2 separate regions of the Gossypium hirsutum genome follow, and region 1 is linked to region 2. The links are chromatin contacts, called in public Hi-C maps. All regions are on one chromosome and are shown on one strand. Each heading gives the region's core, a stretch centred on a gene start, on an enhancer-like site or on the middle of the called end of the contact. The rest is flanking DNA. Distances are from core to core; before and after follow the strand shown.

Region 1 (4,555 bases), core at 1,991-4,490, 150 kb after region 2:
ATCATTTTCCACCAAACAAACAGTGGAAAAGAATGAAAATGTTTTCTGTAAAATATTTTACAGATAAACAAACACAACCGTCATTAGTTATTAAAATTGGAAAAGAGGTATGTTTATAATTTTGAAAAAGTGTTGTCATGTTGATGTAAATGTACAGTAAGGAAGGGAACAAGGTAGAGATGGTGGTAGTGGTAAAGAGGCTAGGTTCCTTAGATAGACAGAGAGTCAGATTAAAAGGAGGTTAAAGAGAGGATAGCTGGGAAAACAAGGGAGACTATGTGCTAAGGATAAGTGCTTAAGGTTGTTGATGGAAAAAAAGGTCCCCTTATCATTGTGTGTTGTGGTATATATATGGAGAGGATCTCCCTTGTCCGCTAGTGTCACGTCGTCGACAAACTCAGGACATGGAGAATGTGTGGTCGGCCAAGTGGCAAGGTCGTTATGCGTTGGTTGTCACCAAGCGTAGTATTGGTGTGACATTCCTTTAGCTGAGGTAGTACAAGGTTATTATACCTTAATGGTCCCTTGGCGGTCCCCATTAAATGGGAGTAAGTTCCTACTAAAAAATAGGTTGCTCGATGGCAGGTGGTTTGATGGAGGGTGAAGTGCGTGGGTAGCCGAGTGATGTAAAGCGGAAGACCAACCGAGCGATATGAAATAGAAAGCCATTCACAGGAGTCTCTTAGGTGGCTTCTCTTGATGCCACATGTCCAAGAGGTGTAAAGGTATAACAATTTTAAATAATAGTATAAAAATCATTTTTATGTAAATTATTATTTATAAACTTATTAAAAATATTTTTTTTACATTTATTTTTGTTCTTTTACTTTAAAATTATTGGGTAAACTACACCATTAGTCACTAAACTATGGGTTAGTTTTTGTTTTGGTCACTTAATTAAAAAAAAGTTACAATTTGGTCATTGAACTATTTGAAAATTTTCATTTAAGTCACTAAACTATTCAAAAGTTTTTATTAAGTCACTAGGCTATTAAGTTTTTTTATACATAAAAGTTCCGCTAGTGAGCTTTAAGCGACGATTCGACTATCAATATGGTGGATTAGTACCCATTGATGAGTAGAAGAATATACCTTAAATCTAAGTCAATCTGATGTAAGTATCGGAGATCGAAGAAAAAAGCTATTTGAATTTTGATTCACAGATTCGTGATGTCTAAAGTTATTTCATGAAAAAAAACTGAACTGTAGAAGAGAATAGGAAAGAGAGCTTTTGATTAGTGTAGGCAGTGCGAATAGAGAAAGCCATATAACATTAATTTTAACTACATTGCGACTTAAATGAAAACTTTTGAATAGTTTAGTGACCAAAACGAAAATTGACCCATAATTTAGTGACTAATGGTGCAGTTTACCTAAATTAAGTTTTAAGGGTGTTAGTTTATTGAGACCTACAAAAATAAAATTTACTTGAAAAAGAGAAATTAGTAGAAGTAGCAAGTAGGGTCATATCCACAGAGATCGACAATAACTTTATTTCTTCAAACAAAAACAATAAAAGTAAATTAAAAGGGGTTTATGAAATAGAAAAGTAAATTTAAATTGAAAACTTAAATGGAAGAAAGCAATAATTAAAAGTTTTAGAAAAATTGATGGAAAAAAGCTCTAGCCAAATAAAAATCTTTATTTGATTTATGAATTCGACATCGATGCAAAGGTGTCCTCAACGCCTTTAGTAAATTAGTTCTAGTTGCTGACTTAGCCCTAGACAACCAATTTGTCATTATCTATTTGGAACCAAGAGGTAGCTTGTTTGAGATTACTTCCCTAATCGATAAATAATCCTATAACTCAGTGCCTTGGATTTAACTTACCAACAACATTAATAATAAGAGAGACCTAATTCTAACAAACAAACTCACCTCATCAAGGTTCATTTAAGCCAAATCACACATCTAACCCACATAAACGTAAATTACGACATAAATATATAAAAGCCATCGACTAAAAACAATGGAGTTTAACAAGCCATAAAATTGAAAGAACTCAAAAAAAAAACTATTCGATCTCTAAATGGCTAAAAATCCTACCTTCCTTTTAAAATAGAGTATTTATAGTATATTTTCAACCTAAATAAGGCTACAGAAAATTGATTCATGTCATAAAAAACCACAAAATACCTTTAGTACTTTGTCAAAATGTGAAATTTTGAGTCAAAATAGGCTAGCTGGTGCTGGGACACGCGAGGTGAGACATAAGGGTGCCAAGTGGTACTAGGCCGCCGACAAAGCTTGTTCACATCTCACATTGGAGTGCTGACTAGGGTGAGGGTGCCATTGCTCGCTTGCCGGGGTGGGGGTGCTAAATTGTTGTGCCAAGGCACCAAACTCCTTGTTTTTTTGCCCCACTTTGCCTTGATTCTTCATCTGATCCTTTGATGGTCTCAAAATTTGAGCCTCAAGCTTCTATGCATCTATTTCAAGTTCAAAAACACTTAATTAGAATTCAATTATTTACAAATGCATAAAATAAAGAAAATTCACTAAAAAGATAAATAAATGCAAATTAGATTCAAAACAAACAATCGAAATTAAAATGTAATATTTTACCTAAGGATCATGTAAAATGCTAAAAGTTTGGGTCTAAAATCTGTAAAATATATCTACTTATCAAAGCAAAGTTTAAAATATTTTTAACCTATAGCAGTTTTGACTTATAGGAAGCAACTTAATTCACACTAGTATTGTAGTAATAAAAAGGTTAAAATTTGTTGTTAGTCTTTGTAGTTTGATAAAATTTAAAATTTAAGTTATGTACTTAAAAATTTAAAAATTAAGTGCTACTTTTTAATTTTTAAAAATTTCAGTCTCATAAATATTTTCTATTAAAATTTATTAACTTAAAATTTTGATTAGAACATCTTCATATGGTATGACATATGATTAACATAAAATAAATATATTAAATTGATAAATTTAGACATAAACTAATAATTTTTAAATTGAAAAAATAAAAAAATTAAATTTTTAACTTTTTAAAATAAAGAAATCAATACAAATCCATGTACTGATAACATATTTAACCTAATAATAGATTTCATATCCTATCTTTGACATCGGTAGACCACACCCATAATTATTTAATTTAATTCAAGTGAAAAATATAAATTTAATGACGATATTACCCCTCACCGAATTTTCCATTCCCATCCCAATAATGCCTCTCCCTGGGCATTTCCCTGAATAATTATTATTTTTTTCATATATTTCTCTAAATTATTTTAAAATTTTTTTGAGTAGAATATTTTATAACAATTTAATTTATCCTCCATATTTATTTGATTTCTTCCAAACTGGAATCTTGACACTTTGCTCTTCTCCTCAGTGCATCTTTGTCTCTCGGACCTGACATGGGAGCGATTTTTTAAAATTATTGATCACTATTCTCTCTCTATATCTGCTCTTTCGAAATAACCAACGACTTTCTCTCTCTAGGGTTTCGAAGGGATACTTTTACAGATACATTTCTCTTCTCCTCCGTGCATCTTTGTCTCTCACACCCCATTCTGTACCGTCCCTACAGCTTACAGAACAAGTTTCCGAGTTTATTGGATTCCGTAGGTGACGGAAAAAAGAGGACATCAGTTTATTTTAACCGCTTCAACGGCCTGTTTGATCTTCTTTTAGCTGTAATTTCACCGTAGATTACATGTTTCCAGTGAGTTTGAAGCTAATTTCGTGTTCCATTTTTTATTTATTTCTTTTTCTGGTCGACGGTTTCGTTTTTTCTGCCTGAAGGATGGAGTTGCTTGCGTATAATTAATTTGTTGGTTAGGGTATTTCGAATTGTTTTCTTACTTCGCTCACCAGTTAGACGTCGTTTGTATCTTAAAAAAATTAAGCCTGAGGCAAATAAGAAAAAGAGAAGGCAGGAAAGTCTGAGAGAAAATAGCAAAAGCTGTTAGGTAGGTTTTGTTCTTAATTTGACGAAGTAGCCATTGTATTTGTGTTTAGCATTATTGATTAGTGAATTTGTTTGCTCAAAGTGTATAACTTTTAGTTGTTTTCATTTTATTTATCTTTTGGTATAGGTTCAAAATTCATGGTGTTTGGTGTTTGGTAGATGCTGAATGATTGCTAGTATGGACTTAAATGCTTCCCCATTACCTGAAGATGAGGAAGAAATATATGAAAGACATATAGAACATTACTCCGTACCAGAAGAACACGTAGAATCTGCAGTTGAAATTTCAAGGAGGGTACGTCTGGAGTTTTCTCTTCTGGCTTTCTTTTGCTTTCTATGTAAAGGATGCATTTAATTGCTCTTGATATGTATCACTGATTGGAAATAATGCCTCCCTATTTATTTTCTCAATCCTGGTGAAATGATTTAGGCACTTCCGGAATGAAATTTTTTTTAGGCTTTGAGGGATAGACGAGATAGGCTGTAGCTAAGACAAATATTATTGGATTCATGTGCATATGGTGTGTTAAAGTTGTCTGTGTTAATGTAGTTGATTGTCTGGGTAATAGCTACTTATTCGCAAGGTAACATGGATGACTGATAACACACTGAGGCATTATCTCTTGTATATTCA
Region 2 (4,019 bases), core at 1,464-3,963:
CAGTCGCTGGATTTTGTGACCACATTCAACGCCGAGAGATACCATTTGCTGGATTTTGTGGCTACATTCAACAATGACAATATGCATGGAAGGCTGGAAAAATATAGCATTTCAAGCTCGAAGGTATAAAGAATTGAAATTGAATTATCAATATATTTAACATTCATACAGGCATACAAGCTTTCCAGATTAATTCTTTCTGGAATTTGTACTCTTCTAGCATTGTTTTACATTCTATAATAACATCCTAGAATCAAAGCATTGATTACGCAGTTGTTCAGAATCCATTCCACGATGTAGGATGAATTCTTGTCCGGGACGGATCACCTTCCTTTGTGCTCATTTAGCCTCTGAACATAGCATACACCATAAGCTACCTTCAACCACGCATAACAGCAACACACATCTTGCTCTTGGCATCCAAATTTGGTTGGGTGAGCTCAAGCACAGTTAAGACTCAATATTTGCTTGGATCCACGAGAGGTAAAAAGCAGGAAACTGATCACTAAGAAGTGAAGCCTTAGGGAAAAGAATGTCACTCACAGCCAACTTCCTAAGAAGAAAGTTTAACCGACCAGGAAACCTCAAAACAAAATGTTACTAAAGACATTGTAGCAGATTTTACAAGGCTCGAATCTTAAACAGGATAGCATTCAGACACATTACATCCTATTAAATCAACTGGAGTTCTAGGTTCAACAGAATAAGCCCTAAACACATCCCCCCTAAGTTAAATTCTCAAAATCTTGTCATCTAATGAAGGTATCTATGAACGACCAACAGTTCAAGATTGATGTAATTGTAAGCAAAAACAAAAACAAAAAGGGTAAATTCATGTGAAAACCAAAGGAGTAAACTACTCAATCCTAAGTTATCCATTAAGATTATAGATATGTTAACCCTATTCTTGTAAATGTATTAAGAACCATAGGTGTTAAATTCCAACGATAAGACACCTGAATGAACCAACACAGGCAATGAACATGTTACTAAAACAGCAGCAGTGGATCTCAGCATGGAAAAATGTCTTCAATCCTTATAAAAGGAAGTTCAGAGAGATAACGCAGTTTGTAAAGTAGCATCATAGACCCAATGAAAGCATATCCACAAACTCATTCAGCATCGATTAACAACTCAAGCAAGGGATTCAATTTAACCAAACAATGTAGTAACATAGAAAAAAAAATTCAAGGTTAAACAGGATCTCAGTATGTGATTAGTGTTATCTTCATTTCCTTTTAAAGAAAGGGCTATCAGATAGATAACGCAGAATAAAATTTAACATCTTTGATCCATAAAACCAAAACCCAGAAAGGGAAAGGGTTGAAAACGAAGCATCTCAGATACAAAAAATTGCCCACTTTGTTTCTTCACTGACAATCGAAGTGCAAGGATAACAATTTAATTATCTCCTCATCGATATGAAAAAAATAGGTGCAGCAAATAAAAACATATAAACCATCTGGAAACAGAAATTCAGATTGTTGTGTTAAAAAGACCAGTTTTGTTTCAGAAAAAGTACCTTGAAACACTGGTAACCCTAGGTATGCCCCTTATATATTGATTAGAATTTAGAGCAAAACCCTAAGATATTGAACCAAGGTGGCCTTAATAGTGAATGAAAGCCTTTTCTATAAAAGCCCCATATATTTTATGGGTTTCTGGACCTATTTTCTATGTTATTTGAAACGTATTATGGAACTCAACAATTCCGAAGTTTTCGGGTCTTGGGCTATTGGCTGTAATCCAGTACTGATGCTGCTCTTGTATTGTTTTCAAGAATAAAAAATGCTTTGATTTAGCAGATTATTGGGTGTAATTTATGTCATTCTGAGCCCATCCATGGCTGAAGGCAATTCTGCAGTACAGTGCAAGTTTATACAACATTGAAATCAAACCTGTCACTACTTTCGTTTATGTATTTTTGGATAAACTACTCTAATTTTAAATTTTAGTCACTTAATTTTAAAAAGTTACGAAATGATCATTAAATAATTTAGAAATTTTTATTTAAGTCATTGAGTTATTAAAATTATTGTATATGGCATTCTCTGTTTGCATTATCTGCATTAATTGAAAGCTCTCATTACTCTTCTATTTTACAATTCAATTTTTTTTATAAGACAATTTTGAACATCATAAATCTACGAATCAAAATCTAATTAGCTTTTCCAATTTTCGACATTGATTGTTAGATCGATTTGGGTCTAAGATATGTTATTCTAGTTGTTGATGGATTTTACCATATCAATCATTAAATCGTCGCTTAAAGCTTGTTAACTGGACTTTTAAAAAAATCTCAGTAACTTAAATAAAAATTTTAAATAGTTTAATGATTATTTTATAAATTTTTGAAGTTAAGTAATTAAAACTTAAATTTATTAATAATTTGGTGAATTTTTTTACATGAGATGAAGATTGATGGTATACTCTATAATTTTTATCAAGGCTTAGCTTGAGAAACCGTAAGCCCATAGTCTCTCCACTGATTGAGGTCGTGGATAAAAGAAGTCCACTAGTTCATCTCCAAATTCGTACCACAAAATCAAGGACAACTGTATATGGAGTCTTTACCCCTTCCCCTAGTAATGGCATTATTTGGATTGAACAATCTAGATTTCAGTGGCCTTCGTCTGGTTATAAAAGATTGTGGCTTGAATCCTCAAGTTCAATCCAAAAAAAGTCTTTTCTAAATCCAACTTGTTTCACCAACATGGGTATGGTTTTTGGTAAGATCACAGTGGAAACACCAAAGTATGAAGTGGTTCAATCCTCGGCTGACTATGAAATCCGAAAATACCCACCAGCAGTTGCAGCTGAAGTCACATACGATCCATCTCAGTTCAAGGGGAATAAAGATGGTGGCTTTTCGTTGTTGGCAAATTACATCGGTGCTTTAGGCAATCCCCAAAACGCAAAACCTGAAAAGATAGCAATGACAGCTCCAGTGATAACTAGATCACCTGGAAATGAAAGTGAAAAGATTCCCATGACTGCTACTGTGGTGACAAAGGGTGACAACAATAACATGGTGACCATGCAATTCCTATTGCCGGCGACGTATAAGACAGCGGAGGAAGCACCGAAGCCTTTGGATGAGAGGGTGGTGATAAAGGAAGAAGGGGAGAGGAAATATGGGGTGGTGAAGTTTGGAGGAGTGGCGACGGATAAGGTGGTGGAAGAGAAGGTGGAGAATCTGAAGAAAAGCTTGGAGAGAGATGGGTACAAGGTGATTGGCCAGTTCTTGTTGGCTAGGTATAATCCTCCATGGACTTTACCTGCTTTCAGGACTAATGAAGTCATGTTACCAGTCGAGTGAATGCAAAACTGTATGTTTGTTTAGCTCTTCTTTTCTCCCAAGTTTGGATTGCACAGGCTACAAAAAGAAATGGTCTTACCAGCATATGAGCCATTCTCTTATTCTATCATTTCGAGTATTGTACACACACAGGTGGGCAAAAACAGCTTATTAACATATCATCAGAGTATGTATGGATTAATTCATTCATGTCCCAAGCCATGAATTTATTCTTCATGTTGATCTCAACCAGAGACTAACTTTGATGATATTGAAAAGGATAAGTGGTAGTCTGAGGAATTGACATGCATGTATGAGCCCAACTATCTGCCCCTTGAGAGTGTTTCTTCTTCCTCCTCGAAATTCTGCTAAAGTCCATCTTCTTGGACCAAGGAACCTATCTTCATTCAGTATTGCTAATGCATTGGCAAATAGCAGCAATCCTTCTACCAATGTCCAGAACCCCATTTTCTGCACAAAATTCAGGCACGCAAGTTCAGGCCATGTAATAAACCAAGAAATTCATCTCAAAATTTACCGTAAAGTGTCAACAACAACCAAGGCTGCTCAATAACTCTCAATACATATAAAATATAGCCTCAAAATCCAATCTTAGCATGTACAACAAAAGTTGATCCTTTGATTAAAAAACTAATGATTCTGATGAACAAGCAACATGATTGATTTTACAATTAAAAAAAAAAGATTTAGTTGATATGAG

The links. Hi-C and Micro-C count contacts between places; a contact is called where the count stands out from the background.
Region 1: a Hi-C map of leaf shows a contact between it and region 2, with 2.1 times the contacts expected there. The contact joins the promoter of LOC107948869 here to the promoter of LOC107948857 in region 2. A contact is called at or near these places in 2 of 34 Hi-C or Micro-C datasets (hypocotyl and leaf).

The regions. Positions count from the first base shown.
Region 1 is chrA04:75,586,072-75,590,626 of Gossypium_hirsutum_v2.1, forward strand. LOC107948869 (mRNA-capping enzyme) reads left to right here and starts at 3,241. Exons shown (of 18, transcript XM_016883520.2): 1 at 3,241-3,675; 2 at 4,049-4,216. The coding sequence starts at 4,088.
Region 2 is chrA04:75,440,464-75,444,482 of Gossypium_hirsutum_v2.1, forward strand. LOC107948857 (heme-binding-like protein At3g10130, chloroplastic) reads left to right here and starts at 2,714. Exons shown (of 1, transcript XM_016883504.2): 1 at 2,714-3,547. The coding sequence starts at 2,714. The coding sequence ends at 3,319. LOC107948858 (protein transport protein yos1) reads right to left here. Exons shown (of 2, transcript XM_016883505.2): 2 at 3,317-3,769. The coding sequence starts at 3,766. The coding sequence ends at 3,533. LOC121228319 (small nucleolar RNA snoR27) reads right to left here and starts at 1,094; the gene lies at 1,003-1,094. LOC121228320 (small nucleolar RNA snoR27) reads right to left here and starts at 1,297; the gene lies at 1,198-1,297. It also overlaps LOC121228821.